2 separate regions of the Gossypium hirsutum genome follow, and region 2 is linked to region 1. The links are chromatin contacts, called in public Hi-C maps. All regions are on one chromosome and are shown on one strand. Each heading gives the region's core, a stretch centred on a gene start, on an enhancer-like site or on the middle of the called end of the contact. The rest is flanking DNA. Distances are from core to core; before and after follow the strand shown. Region 1 has its middle 36 kb from the start of LOC121224749. Region 2 holds the start of LOC107945361.

Region 1 (2,752 bases), core at 78-2,577:
ATTTTATAGAACATGTTTGGGGTTTGGGGTTCAGGGTTACCTCTCCCCAAGGGCGAAGCCAGAAAACTTTTTAGGAGGCCAAAATTAAATTGCAATTTTTATTATAGTAAAAATATAATTTTTAAAAGATTAAATCAAAATTTTATCATTTATAGGGGCCAAAGTGCAATTTACCTTTTAATTTAAAATTTTAAAAACATTAAAGGGTTAAAATTTTTAAAGGGGCCGGGCCCTTATCTGCCCCCTAGATTCGCCCTTGCCTCTCCCAACAATGTCATCTCAAATGTTGGAACATGCTTTTTCTTATTAAGAGCACAATGTATCTTACTACTATACTTAACACGTTTTGATTCATTTTAATTGATTTCACTTATCCAAAATTAAATAAAAATGCAAATATTATTTTTACATTATTAAGAGTTGATAAAATAAAATAAAAACAACCAATTATCTACTACTCCTTAGCTACCCATTATTCTTAATTAATCTACTCCCTTAAAAAAATTTATCCAATATTATCCACATAACTTTTTTTTCATTAAAAACACTTATCCGCTCTTTTTTCTAAAATATCATTCTCAAAATAAATATATATATGAAATATTATTTTTTAACTATAAAATTTGTATACAAAATGTTATTTTTCACTCAGTGTGAAGTTTTAGTATATATATAAATTCTTTAATTAATTTGGTGTTACAAATCAAATCACATCAATTGAATTTTAAAAATTTAAGCTTATGAATTTTAGAAAAATATAAAAATATTTGTATGATCTAAATCTTTAATAAAAATTAAAATCTTAACTTTATCCACCTTCCAATAACTGTCACCATTATTAATTAAACTTACTTTTTAGAAGAAAATTAAGCTACTTAAGTATTCACTTTTCATCATTAGAACCTATCTACTATTTTTCCTTTAAAGTATTATTATTATCTCAAAACTAAAATTTTATATATAAATGATACACATATATATATCAAATAGTTATAAATGATACATATCAATCGTCAACAAATTTATTTGTGAAATTTCTAAATTACTTTTACATATATATAAATTAAGATATATTATTATGAGTGTGTTTTAATCTTTTATATATATAATAAATTAATAAAAAATTAATCAAATTAATATTTGAACCCAAAACATTCTGCATAATAAATAATTTATTATTGTATTCAAAATATCATTTATTTTTTGTGAAATTTTAATAAATATATGTCTTACATAATCTTTTTCCACTTATCTGATGCGGCACCTAATTGGGGAAATCGTGAGCAAATGGTAACGTCATGGTGTCCACTGACGCGGCGTCCTCATCCTGTGTCAAACTTACTATAAATTACGGAAACAAGAAAAAATATTTATTTAATTTGGTGGGCACAATGATCCATAATTTTTTTTTCTTTAGTGGCTGTCCAAAACAAGATTCTATGAAGGCCAGCAAGCATGATCTCAGCCATAGATCACTTTCCTAAGAAAATCTGTGGGAAAATCCTTGATATTTACTTCACCCAACACGTAAACGTCCCTTGGGTCCTGTCTCATGATGTTTCGATTTTTTTTCTTTATCCTTTTTTAAGGACTTGTTTTCATCTTTTGCACATTTGTCGACCCTGCGTTTGACTATTTAGTTGAGAAATGCTGAGGATATTTGCTATATACTTGTTTTCAGCTTAATCCTCGTTAAAGACAAAAACCCATAAAAGATTTCCTCGGATCAACTGAAAATTCAATGGTGGAAACCATTGATATCACAGAATTGAACTTATTGTTTTTCTTTTTTAATTTGTATGTTATTTGATTGAAGAGCTTAGAGATTTTCCTAGTAATAATTAAAAAAAATGCAATTTTGTTGGTGAAAAAGAAACATTCAAGAAACAAGAATATTTTATATATTTTATCACTGAAAACATTTTTATTAAATGATAAAAGCTGAATTTATATAGCAAATTGTAACAAAAAATAACAATAAAATTTAAAAAAACCATAAAATCAAATTTAAATTTAAAAAGAATATCATTGATTGATTCCTAGTATTTTCTTAGGCATAACTGTTAACAATCTGTCCTTTGACTTGAAAGATGCAACATGAAACTTTTCTCTTAGAAACTCAAATCTTGTTATAGGAAGAGTTATGGTCAAAATATCTACAATTTGACTTTCAGTTTTGCAATAAGCTAGTTGTAGTTTTCCTTTCTTTTGAACCTTCATAAGAAAATATAATTTTATTTTGAAATGCTTTCTTTTTCCATGAAAACTGGATAATTTGTAAGGGATATAGAAACTTGGCTGTCTACAAACACCTCAATACACACTTCTTGCTTCATATCTAAATATGTTAGCAATTTCCTAAGCCATAAGGCTTGATTTATGGTTGCAACAACAGCTACGTACTCTGCCTCAATAGTGGGTTGAGCCACTACGTCTTTCTTCTTTGAATACCTCGAGAAAACACCTGAATCGAGACTAAAACGATAATCTAAAGTACTTCTCATATCATCAGCACATCTAGCCTAATTACTATCGGAGAATCCATGGAAAATGAAATTCTGAAGTTGACTAAACTTAATGCCAAAATCAATAGTGCCTTTAACATATCACATGTTTTGCTATCTGTAAATGAATTTCACTAGCCTTACATCATGTGTTATACCTGGCCTTGTTGTAGTCAAATACATCAAGCATTCGATCATGCTTTTATAAAGTCCTTCATACACCTTTTCTACACCATCATCTTTATATA
Region 2 (2,737 bases), core at 119-2,618, 260 kb after region 1:
CGTTTGGCTTCATCCAAGTTCATTTCAAAGGTCTATAACGAGCCAATTAGCTCATCAATCCATAAACTATCTAGGTACTTTGCCTCCTTGATGGCAATGACTTTGATATCAAATCTCTTAAGTAATGATCTCAACACCTTCCTAACCAATTTGGAATTGAAATATTCTTCTACAAGGGCAAATGCTTGATTAGACAGATCACAAAGTTTTGCATAAAATTGACCAATGGTTTGTAAACTCTGCAATCTTAGGTTCTACATCTTAGAATGCTTTATGTATTGGTTCTTTCATGGGCAGTTTAAAGGATGTTACATGCCTATTTAGTAATTGTACACTTTGATACCCTCTTAAATTCTTGTTCATTGACATCACAAAAGATAACATAAAGAGCTTTCAAATGATATTTGCAAGACTTTCTTCATCAATGGTCTAAGCTAACTCAATTCTTCCTACTTCTGTCTCAATCATAGGTGGTTGTCATCCTGTGAGAACAAAACATCATGCTTTCTCATTAGTGGACTTGATGAAGGCTTTCATTCTTGCCATCTAATAAGCATAGTTAGAACCTTTCAACATAAATGGATCGAGCAATTAAAGATCATTTCATATCTAACAATTAACAAAATCAGGAAACACCATTAGCTAAGTGTTAGGCTCTTATACCACATGTTGAAACGGACAGTTGCTAATTTCTAAGAAAAATAGAGTGCTTTAATGGAAGTGATGGTTGTAGTGGCTACTACAATTACCACTACGATGAACACAACAAAAGAACAAAACACACAGGATTGTTTACGCAGTTCGCTTTCCCTATATCTTTGAAGCCTAGCTCAGTGAGTAAATCAACTATCTTTAATCTCAGTACAACAAATGATTCAAGTTTTATCACACCTTGATATAGAAACCTCACTTTTGTACCTCAGGATCTAAATCACTCACCTCTAAGTTCTCCACAGTAAACTAAACATGTTTACTCTCTCATGCACTCTCAAAAACATGTTCCACTATGAAAAAAATAAGTACTATCAATACCAATACAAAACATATACAAGTGTCTCAAATATATAAGATTTCGAGAATTGCTAACATGCTAGAGATTAATTACAATTCAGTCTCCTATTAAATAGTTGTTAAAATAGCAAGATACAATATAATAATAAAGATTAATGTAAAGTGGATTATGGAGATATGTCTTCAATTCTATCTCGATCCAATCCAACCTTTAAGATAAATTGCTTCAAATGGATTGATATTCGTATATGAGGTTTCATACTTTCACAATATCAATATCATTTAAAGCCTAAATATTTTATTTCAAAAATTGTGAATTTCAAAATGACAAGTAATAATCAGCCGTAGTGTTTAAGTGTAACTATCACTACAGTTGACACTTAAATAATCACTTCGAAGTTTTACGTCAACAAATCTGATGATCTTAGCATGATCATCAACACCTTCAAGATAGTTTTGGTAACCTTCTACTCTCATCATATTCAAATTTCATGAATTCTGAAAAAAGAAAAAAGAGTAACGACTAGATAGCTAAAAAAATCTAAAAACAGGGAATACCCCAATGATTTTATTGTATTGCATTGTGATGTAGTCACTCACTGTCTGGAACTTTCCTCTTGACAAAAGGAAATTTTGATGTTTGATACTTTGGACCAAACCAATGCACTCGCGTAGATGGTCGGACAAATCCAACGCACAACTAAGCTCAAAGCTAACCAGCACTAGTTTATACTTACACTTGCTTTTTTTCTTACAAAAAAAAAAGGCGCACGTGTTCCTTTGACCTCGATGACTCCAAAAGAAGGTTCCAAAAAACAGAAGTTTTTGCTTGCTCGCTCGCTCGCTTCATGCCCTAATCTCTTTTTGCTCTACTCTCTTATTCAGTTCAAAAAAATTGTGAATTCAGTTTCATAGTTCGTTATTTCAGGTGGGTTTTTGCTCTCTTTCTATTTTAGTTTGTTTTTCTTAACCGTTTCACTTCTTTTTCCTTCCCGAGGGGGTTATGGATAAAGCTGAAACTTCGGTGTCTGGAACTCGTTCATGGTTTATGTTAAGGTGTTTCCTTCTTTTATTTAATGTTCTGATTTGAGATGGGTAGATTTGTGGTCGGAGTTTTTGTTTTATTTTTGGTTTCTATTGATTTATTAGAAAACCGTTTGACTTTGATCACCCTTTGACTTGCTAAGATGAAATGACATTAGGAATTTTGGTGATTTTGATTAAGAAATAAGTTTAACTTTATATGGCTTTTGGCTGAAATTTTTAGATTTGGGATGATACTGAGGAACTTGGAAACTGAAATGCCAGGTGGTCGGAAATTTTCCAGAATAGGTACTTTAGAGCTGAAATCTCAGATTGTAAGGAAGATTGGGCGTATAAAAACGGAGGAGTACTTCAATCTGCTTACTAGATTTTTGAGTCTTAGGATTGGGAAACCCGAGTTTGATAAGCTCTGCATTGATACAATAGGGAGAGAAAATGTTCGTCTTCATAATAATCTCCTGATATCAATTGTTAGAAATGCTTCGCTTTCAAAGACTCCTCCATCGGTGGAGAACAAGTTTGAAGCTTCTTTAAGTGTTAAAGCGTCAAATGGGTACCAAAGAAGCAATCTTCAGTCACTGTGCAAAGACTTTCCTCAATCCCCTCGTAAGAGTCGGACTCCGAATCTTCGTGATCGTAAGTTGAGGGACCGCCCAAGTCCTTCAGGGCCTCATGGGAAGAG

What was found. A called contact is a pair of places that touch in the nucleus more often than the background predicts.
Region 2: a contact with region 1 is called in a Hi-C map of leaf, with 2.0 times the contacts expected there. The contact joins the promoter of LOC107945361 here to the enhancer-like site in region 1. A contact is called at or near these places in 2 of 34 Hi-C or Micro-C datasets (both in leaf).

The regions. Positions count from the first base shown.
Region 1 is chrD12:29,218,779-29,221,530 of Gossypium_hirsutum_v2.1, forward strand. No RefSeq gene overlaps it. Among protein-coding and RNA genes, the nearest start is that of LOC121224749, 36 kb to the right of the region's middle. Within about 2 kb of position 1,328, at least 3 of the 9 cell types and tissues checked have an H3K27ac peak or open chromatin away from gene starts, as enhancers often do. A contact at or near this core is called in leaf, where this site is marked.
Region 2 is chrD12:29,475,385-29,478,121 of Gossypium_hirsutum_v2.1, forward strand. It overlaps LOC107945361, which reads left to right and starts at 1,369. Exons shown (of 2, transcript XM_016879335.2): 1 at 1,369-1,939; 2 at 2,279-2,737. The coding sequence starts at 2,286.